Regions from separate parts of the Canis lupus genome. Here region 1 is linked to region 2. A link is a contact called in public Hi-C data. All regions are on one chromosome and are shown on one strand. Each heading gives the region's core, a stretch centred on a gene start, on an enhancer-like site or on the middle of the called end of the contact. The rest is flanking DNA. Distances are from core to core; before and after follow the strand shown.

Region 1 (5,105 bases), core at 1,836-4,335, 940 kb before region 2:
CATTGTGTGATGGAGACAGTGGACAGTAGCCACATCTCATTTCTACCTTTTTTTCCTCACTAATATTTCTACTCTTACTTTCGGCTCTCATCTTTTCCCTTTCATTGCTTCCTTGGAAGGCTGCAAATATCCTTAAGTAGTCTCTGAATACCAGCTACTGTGTTGGAATCACACACTCCTCTGTCTGTACCCAGTCTTGTATCAGTGCTCACCAGTTACCAGCAGCTATGGCCTTGTTGAAAGTCATTGGCAGGGGAGGGGTTTGGGAGCCCACCTCTCATTCCTGCACTTCCCCCTCACTTCCTTCCCTAGAACCCCAGGGCTCTCTCATCATGGGAGCTTGCGAGGCTGAGCTCTGCACAGCAGGCCTTCCTCTCACTGTCTCCAGGCCCCCCTGTCCATCAGCAGGCCCATGGCCTCATCCATGGGTGTGTCTGACACACATTCCTGATGGGGCTGTCTCTTCCCCAACAGAGTTAGTATGCACTTTACCAGCATTTCTTTGCTTCCAGGTTGCTGGCATGGAGCCCAGGATGAGGAGGCACCTTCAGAGCAAGGTGTTTCTGCAGGAGCGTCACTAGTCAGGACCCCAAAGCCAGGCCCATCCATCCTGGAGGCCCAGCCCGTGAGATGTGTGGCCTGCTCTTAAAAGACCTTTTGTGCTTGGCTGAGCATGATGGAACACACTCTGAGCAAGGCCTGTGCACTCATGGGGCAAACCTGCAGCAGCATCAAAAGAAGCAGACTAGAGGTAACTTTCCATAAAGGATGAAGGGAGCCCTTTGTTTGGACCTTGTAGCTTATATGGCAGATAAGACCTTGGCATGGAGGGAGAGTAGAGAGGACTTCACAGCCTTACTACCCTGCTAGCCACTCACAGTGGGTTGAAGCCACACAGGAACACCAAGTAGAGAGGGCTTTGAAAGTGGACAGAATGATTGTAAGTGGACTTGGTATGGGAAAGCCTTCAGCCTCAAGATATACATGTAGGGTACCAGAAAGTCTACCCTGGGGAATGGCCTTAGGAGTGCAGTGAAAATGGGATGTTTTTAGGTACAACTCTAACCTCAGTAAACATTTTAGCAATCACTGTGAAGAGGGTTTTGAAGTGTAGCCAGTGTGGGAAAATCCACACTTACTAGTCACCAGGAAGTTCATACTGTAGAAAGAGTGCAGTGAATGCAGGAAGTCTTTTACATATAACTCCAGTCTCCTTAAACAGTAGTGAGTTCACGCTGGAGAATGGCCTTCTTTGTGCAGGGAATGTGGGAAGGCCTTCATCAGAAAGTCCCACCTCCTTCAGCATCAGAAAATGTGGAAACTTCTTCCTTTTTTTTTTTTTTTTTTTTGAGACTTCTTTACAGGAAAATTTGGTCTTACTGAACGCCAGAGAATACACCAGGCCAAGGTTTTATAAGGTTTTATGAATTCAGCATATAGCAAGGCCTTTGCTACTAAGTATTGCATCATTGGTCACCAGAAAATGCACACTGGAGGACACTTTACAAGTACAGCTGATGTGGGGAAGTGTTTCAGTGCAAACCAATCTCGTTAAGCATCAGAGAATTCACACTGGGTAAAGGCATTGGGAGTGCAGGGAATGTGGGAAATTCTTGAGCCAAGACTCCCATCTCATTCAGGACCAGAGAAAGAATTTGAACTTGTGAGTAGAGCAAATGGGGAAAGATTTCTGCCAAAAGTATGTTTTAAATTAGCACTGGGAAAAAAAAGCTAATACATAGTTTTAAAAGTTGTGGTAAATTACACATCATGTGAAATTTACCATCTTGTTTTTAGGGGTACAGTTCAGGAATGTTAAGTATGGTCACCTTGTACCATGGATATCCGTAACTCTTTTCATCTTGTTAAACCTAATTCCATTACCTAACTAGCCATTTTTGCCTTCCCTGGCCTTTCCACATCATTTTCTTTATTTTCTCTATCCATTCATCTGCCCATGGACCATGAGTTGCTTCTACCTCTTTTGGCTATTTTGAATAATGCTACTATGGACATGAGTATACCAATATTTCTTTTAACACCTTACTTTCCAAAAAAGATTTCTTCAGTACCTTGCTTTCCAATTATTTTTGCATATATCCTCAAAAAGAATTGCTGAATCATATGGCAATATGGTCAGTTTTTTGAGGAACTGTTTTTCATAATGTTTGCACCATTTTACAGCCTTCATCCTTTTCTGTTTTTCAGTGTTCAGAAGCCTCCTTTCCCCATGTGGTAAGTCACTCGCTCTTTTCAGATGGGGCTTAGAATCTTAGAATAGAATGGATGGAGTAGGGAATGGAATACTTGGAGAAAGGGCTGGACATAATCCCCAGGAAGATTTTACTTATATGAGAGTGAGCACCAGTTGAGGTGGGGCAAAAGGAGAGGGTCAAGCAGACTCCCCCGGATCAGGGAGCCAGAAGCAGGCCAATCCCAGGATCCTGAGATCATGACCTGAGCCAAAGTCAGATGTTTCACCAACTGAGCCACCCAGGCACCTCTCTACCTTTTTTCTAACAGAAAAACTACAGAATCAATTGATTCCGCTCTAACATGTACTTGAAAAGCAGTAAGAGTATTTTAGGTCTCAGCTGTGGGTGGATGCACTTTGTGTCTGAGTGACCGTTTGTAGTTTTGGGGAATGTCTGAAAACGTGTCTGTTTTGTGATCAGCACAGGCTACGTTCCACGGAAATCTGGGTGTGACCCTTCCAAGAAGCCAGAGCCCCGCCCCGCTCCGCCCTCAAAACCTGCGGAGATCCCGATCCAGCCCCTTTCTTGGTGTGGCTAGAAAACACCCCGGGGTCAGGAAGAATGGAGACCTGTAGGGGTTCCGTAGCTCCGTCAGAACTACATTACCCGGAAGGCAGTGCGCCGTGCGTCCCCTCCACTGGACCAATGAGGGCTCGACGAGAGGCACTTCCGCCCGATGGACAGCGACGGGGCGAGCTTTCCGGCGTAGGCCTCCAGCGACATCTTGTAAACTTGGTCCTGTCTCCGGTCGGGATCCTTGGCCCGCCTGAGGTGAGGGCTCAGGATGCGCTGCGCCGGCTCCGCTGAGATTCGGCGTAGCTGTCGCCGGGACTGAGGGCTACGCTGCCACGGTGTCCCTCCCCCCCGCACCCGGCCACAGCTGCCGTGGCGATTCCCATTCAGGTAAGCGCTGCGTTTCTCTGGGCCAGCACCCAACTCTTCATTCTACATTAGAATTTCGTGTTTTTGTCCTCAGGAGGGTCCTATTTACTTTGATCTTCCAAATTTTGAAATAAGACTTGCCTGAAAAGACTTGCACAGAATGTACGTGTGCAGTTGAATAACCACCTGTAAAATTAGTACCTGTAATTATTGCTGTTAACCTTAGAAATAAAACGGGCAGTTTTTTTTTACCACCCAAAATGGGTTTATTTGGGTTTAATTCGGGAATACAAGAGTATTGCATCCAGGCAAGTCTGGAAAGGGCTGCTCTGAACAAAGCTCATTGGGCAAAGTGGGCGTCGTGAGTATAGTGGTTTCTCTTTGGCTGGGCTGTTGGCAGGGATAGTCAAGTAGTAGCTCCTGGGAGAGTCCACCTCTTTTCCTGTGAGTCCGCACAAGAAAACAGCATTTGTAGGGTTGAGAGCTTCTGCCGACCTGATCTCTCCGTTCTAATTATATTCACACTGGCCAAGTGAGGAAATGAGTTATAAATAAGACCGAGAAGCCAGCTGTGCAAGTCTTTCCACTATTATCCCAGTCTCCCAAGTTAGACTGTTGTCTGTTTCAAGTAAGCATATTTTATTGTCTTGACAGTTTGAGCAACTATGTGGGAAATACTCAGCATCTAGTATTAATAGTTTCCATGTGACTTCAAACACTATGAAAGGACTGACATCACAATCACATCACAATAGTATATTGTGACTAACTTTTTACATATATCCATTTTTCTGTGCCATATTCTATGGTATGGATACTTGGAAAACATGTCTTTGTTTTTGCCCATGGTTTTCTGCATTTATAAAAACATTGCTACTATATCCACATTTTCTAGGATATACAAGCACACAGTTGTCTAGCATATATATATTAAATATGGATTTCCACAGTCTGAGGTTTAAATTTACTTTATAATGCCAAACTGGCTTTCCAAAATGTTACCAATCTATATACCAGTAGCAGCTTACAATATTTATGAATTTCTACAGTCTTATTAGTTCTAGGCAGTGTCAGGCTTGTGAGGTCAGCCTTACTGAGTTTTGCTTTTAATGCTTACCATTACTTTTGCCTTCTTAGAAAGTGCTTGCCGGAATTCTTGTTTACATACAGAAGATTTCAGTTTATTAAGTGTTAAAATTTTAAATTTATTTTAACAATTTTGGAGGATTCAAGAATTTGTGTAATTTTTACTCAACTGTTTAGCTTGCCATTTCAGTTATTATGACAACAGGAGCCCTTTATTGTAGTGGGATTCTTTACTATGAGGCTTTGGTTTAAAAAATCTATTCTCTTCATTCATACAAGATGTAATTTTTGTCTTCCCAGCTAAGCATGTCCAGCTGAAATTACTTTTTTGTGTGCATTTGAAGTGGAGGTCTAAATTTGTTTTGCTACACAGCAGTTTTATAAGCTGCTGTTTTAATGCTCTGTACTGGCACTGAAGCATCAAGACCCACGAGTGCCCTATTTTATGAGCTCTGGTCTTTTCAACCTAATTTTTGTGTGTATAGTTTTCTTACCAGAACAGCCTTATAATGTTATCACCTCTTTAGGAACAATTACTCTTGCATGCTAAAGTGATGTTTAATGTTTATTTTTACTTACGTAGCCTTGTCACTTTAAAAGAAACTTCTCAAATTCTAAAATATTTGGGACACACAGGTATTTTAACAAAAAAAAAAAAAAAAAAAAGATTTATTTAGGGGATCCCTGGGTGGCTCAGCGGTTTAGCGCCTGCGTTCGGCCCAGGGTGTGATCCTGGAGTCCAGGGATCGAGTCCCACATCAGGCTCCCTGCATGGAGCCTGCTTCTCCCTCTGTCCCTGTGTCTCTGCCTCTCTCTCTCTCATGACTAAATAATGACTAAATAAATAAATCTTTAAATCTTTTTTTTTAAAGATTTATTTAT
Region 2 (4,682 bases), core at 1,412-3,911:
GGTATATAATCAGCCACCCCTTACAGGGCTCTTCCTGCCCACGGGTCCTGTCCCCATGTTTTAATAAAACCACCATTTTGCACCAAAGACACCTCAAGAATTCTTTCTTGGTCATCGATTCCGGACCTCACCCCACCAAACCTCACCTATATTCCAAAACTTCATCACTTGAACTTTCTAATTTTGCAAATATGTGCCTTTTACCAAATTTGGGGAGTTTGCAGTCATTATTTCTTCAAGTATTTTTTTCTTAGCCAATCTTTCTCCTGATGCTTTAATGACACAACTTTAGACATTTTGATATTGTCCCATAGGTCACTGAGGCTGTTTTCATTATTTTTGACCGTTTCATTCTGCCTATTCTTCAACCTGATCTTCAATGTTGCTAATTATTTTCTCTTATTTTATTCTGCTCCTGAGCTCATCCATTTGGTGAACTCTTTATTTTAGGTATTTTTCAGTTCCAAAATTTGCATATGGTCGAATTTCAACTTCCAGTTTTAATTCCCTACTGAAAAGTCTGTCTTTCCATTTCATTTGTTTACCTCTACCTCATGGAGCAGAGTTAGAGAGCTGCTTTAAAGTCTTTGGTAGGGATGCCTGGGTGGCTCAGCAGTTTGTTGCCTGCCTTCATGCCTAGGTCGTGTTCCTGGAGTCCTGGAATTGAGTCCCACATTGGGCTCCCTGCATGGAGCCTGCTTCTCCCTCTGCCTATGTCTCTGTCGCTCTCTCTCTCTCTGTGTCTCTCATGAATAAATAAATAAAATTAAAAAAATAAAAATAAAGTATTTGGTAATTGCTATATCCAGGTCCTTTCCTTTAAGTGTTGATCATTGTTCATATTTGCCTGGTTCTCTTTATAGCAAATAATTTGGATTGTGCCCTGAGAATTTTGAATATTACGATATGGGACTCTGGGATTTCTTAAAATCAGCTGGAAAATGTTGCATTTTTGTTTTATCAGTGATAAACCCAGATAGGCTTTTTTTTTTTTTTTAAGATTTTATTTATTCATTCATGAGAGACACACAGAGAGAGAGGCAGAGACACAGGCAGAGGGAGAAGCAGGCCCCATGCAGGGAGCCCAACGCAGGACCGATCCCGTGTTCCCAGGATCACGTCCTGGGCTGAAGGCAGGCGCTAAACAGCTGAGCCACCCGGGCTGCCCTCCAGCTAGGTTTAGACTGTAAGTTCTGCCTCATTTTTTGTGGATGGTGGTTCCAATGTCAGTTCAGGGTGGGTTGTTGTTGTTTTGAGAGAGAGAAAAAGAGAGAGACAGGGAGAGCAGGAGTAGAGTAGTGGTGATGGAGCAGGAAGGCCTCCCTGGGACTCTTAGCCCAGGACTCTGAGATCATGACCTGAGCCAAAATTGGGAGGCTTAACTAACTGAGCTACCTAGTCACCCCTGCCAGTGTCAGCTCAGTTTTAAACTCTGCTATGGTGTTTGAGTCTACCTGACATGCAACCAAAGCTACATACCAGAATGTCCCTATCACTAATATTCATAAAAGTCCGAAAGCATCATCAACCAAATAATCTACCAACATTAAAATGAACAGAATTTGGCATTTTCATACAGTGTAATACTGGACCAAACAAACCACTACTTACATACAAAAAAAAAGGATAAATTTTATAAATAGTATTGAGCAAAAGAAGGCAAAAAAGAATACATACTTCAGAACTCCATTTATGCAAAGTTCAAAAACTGGCAAAAGGAATCTACCGCAACAGAAATCAGGATAGTGTTTGTGAACCTTTGGAGGAGAGCTAATATTGACTTGGAATGAATCAGAAAGGGAGCATCTGGGAGCGCTGTTAATATTTTTTTATTTTTTTAAAGATTTTATTTATTCATGAGAGACGGAGGGGGGGGCGGGGGGGCAGAGACACAGGCAGAGGGAGAAGCAGGCTCCATACAGGGAGCCAGACATGGGACTTGATCCTGAGTCTCCAGGATCAGGCCCTGGGCGGAAGGCGGCGCTAAACCGCTGAGCCACCCAGGCTGCACAGTATTTTTTGATTTTATATTTGTGATGCCCTCTTCCAGAATGGAGAAAAGGCCTCCCAGAAGCTAGGCCAGGGACCCCAGAGGACATAGGTTTTCTTCCAGAGAGAAGAATCAGAGTCTAGAAAAACCGTAATCACTTCCTAATCACCAAACTCTACCTGAAGAAATAAATAATACACTGAAACTAATAATACACCGTATGTTAATTGGTTTTAAATTTTTAAAAAAGGGGGGGGAAGCCTCCTTTGTGGTTAGGGCAAGATTTCATAGGTGTGGTGCACTGGAATCTGCCTTTTCCTTTGCGAATCCAGTCCCTCCCTGCTCACCACAGTACTTTGGGAGTGGGGCGGGGCTCAGAACTTGTCCTTTAGCGTCAAGGTCAATGGATCCCCGGGACTCTCGGGACCTGAGCTATCTGAGTTATCCTTTTGGGAGGGTAGTGCAGTATGTGTAGGAAGAAAGATGGACAGATATCCAGGGACCAGAGGGTGTCTGCCACCAGTGGGGCTCCTCCTCCAGAGGATGGAGGTCTTGCTGGGAGATGGGGTTGGACGAGGAGAAAGGCCCCTGCCCGTACAGTGGATCTGGGGGACGATCCCCAGTGATGGCCAGCAGCAGATACCTGCCCCCACTGGAGCCACCTGCGACCCCGCTCCGGGTCCTCCCGGCTGCCCCGCCGCCGACTCCGCCCGAGCGCTAATCATGCTGCCTCATCAGCAGCAGCAACGTTAACGCTGTGTTCTCGGTCATCCCCACTCGAAAGGCAACAGCCCACCCTTCCCGCGCCAACGTACCCGCTTCCGGGTCTCCAGCACGCATGCGTGTTCTCCCAGCGGCCTACAACTCCCAGAAAGTCGCGGGAGGCGGCGCACCACCTTCTTCTACAAGTCGCGTTAGCTGTGGCGGCGGCGCCCTCTCCTGGCGAGAGAAGGAGACGACAGCAGATCCTGGATGTCAAGGATTCAGATCGCAGGGCTCTGAAGTGATCCCACAGGTGAAAGGAAAAATCACCCGCGGAATTCAGCCTCAAGCACCGAGCCCCGCAGTTCCTACTGGATTCATCCTCAACGGCTATACGCGGAGCTCTGAGCCAGCCTGTAGGGGCGGTAGGGACCTTTATCTGGTGACTGAAGTTTACTTTTGCCACCCTAGGTGTTCTTACCAGAATATTTTCTTTAATACAAGGAAAAGTCAATGGCTTAGACAATTTGTCTAGAAACGAATGAGGGGTAACTCCCTCAGCCAAAGATATGTGAACCTTAGAAAATACTGCATTTATTGGACTTACTTTTCCTCAACATCCTATTTAGAACATTTTCAATTATTTAGAAAACTTAGCAAGATTGTGGGAGCACACACCTAACCCTGCCCCTAAATTAGACAATAAACGTTTAACAACAGGTGTTTTATCACTATACACATAAACACCATTGGGTTTATTTTGATAATAATCGAATGGGATTAAGAGTGGTTTCAAAAAGGCACGGCCTGTGCCTCAGGTTAACACAGATGCTTTCTAGCTTCATGAGTGATGTAAAAAGACCTCAACTCTCTAAACTCTCCAAAACTCACCTTTAGGGACACCTGGGTGGCTCAGCGGTTGAGCATTGACCTTCGGATCAGGGCGTGATCCCGGGATCCAGAATCGAGTCCCACATCGAGCTCCCTGCGAGGAGCCTGCTTCTCCCTCTGCCTATGTCTCTGCCTCTCTCTCTGTGTGTCTCTCATAAATAAATAAATCTTTAAAAAAAATAAAACTCACCTTCCTCATTTGAAAATCAGAGTAATTAGAGAGCTCTGTGAGGACTGTATTGCTAGTACCTGTGTGTTCTATACACACTAAACCCTCAATGCAGATTCACTATTGTTTAATTACTAAGGCCTTTTTAAGAAGAATTTCTAGAAACGGAATTCCTAGATGCCAGAATGATAGGAACATTTTAAGTAATTTTATATTATTATGAACTCTCCCTTCATACTTATCCCACGTATACTCACCACCAGATGTTTCCAGAGTCAGATTCTTGGGACCAACAATAGAAATGAGGCAGGACCACAAATCAAATGTAAAGGCAAAGCTATATTGGGGGTGACAGCTCAAGCTGAGGAAAGACAGTACTAACAAGCAAGAATTAAACTCACTCCTCGGGCAGCCTGTGTGGCTCGGCGGTTTTACGTGCTGCCTTCGGCCCAGGGCATGACCCTGGAGACCCAGGACCGAGTCCCATGTCGGGATCCCTGCATGGAGCCTGCTTCTCCCCCTGCCTATGTCTCTGCCTCTCTCTTTCATGAATAAATTAATAAAATCTTAAAAAGAATAAACTCACCCCTCCTAACCATGGAGAGGCCCTGCTTATATAGAGAAAGTTCCATCCACTAAGGTTCCCACTCAGGTCCAATATGCTAAGGACAGAAAGGGGTAAAAAAAAATACCTCATCCTGATTGATCAATATTGGTAGTTAACACAGGCAACTCATTGGTGCTTTTGGGAGCCAGGGTCTTCTGTTTTTGTTTTTTTTTTGTTTGTTTTTTTAAAGATTTTATTTATTTATTCATGAGATACACAGAGAGGCAGAGACACAGACAGAAGGAGAAGCAGGCTTCTCGCAGGGAGCCCGATGTGGGACTCGACCCCAGGACTGGATTCACACCCTGAGCCAAAGGGAGACA

Evidence for each region. Hi-C and Micro-C count contacts between places; a contact is called where the count stands out from the background.
Region 1: a contact with region 2 is called in a Hi-C map of blood, with 8 times the contacts expected there. The contact joins two enhancer-like sites. A contact is called at or near these places in 2 of 9 Hi-C or Micro-C datasets (amygdala and blood).

Annotation. Positions count from the first base shown.
Region 1 is chr1:101,435,576-101,440,680 of UU_Cfam_GSD_1.0, reverse strand. LOC106558942 (zinc finger protein 420-like) reads left to right here. Exons shown (of 13, transcript XM_038527588.1): 6 at 513-751; 7 at 2,209-2,235; 8 at 2,676-3,158. Among named protein-coding and RNA genes, the nearest start is that of ZNF772, 42 kb to the right of the region's middle. Within about 2 kb of position 3,085, at least 5 of the 20 cell types and tissues checked have an H3K27ac peak or open chromatin away from gene starts, as enhancers often do. A contact at or near this core is called in blood, where this site is marked.
Region 2 is chr1:100,493,415-100,498,096 of UU_Cfam_GSD_1.0, reverse strand. No RefSeq gene overlaps it. Among named protein-coding and RNA genes, the nearest start is that of ZNF329, 21 kb to the left of the region's middle. Within about 2 kb of position 2,661, at least 11 of the 20 cell types and tissues checked have an H3K27ac peak or open chromatin away from gene starts, as enhancers often do. A contact at or near this core is called in blood, where this site is marked.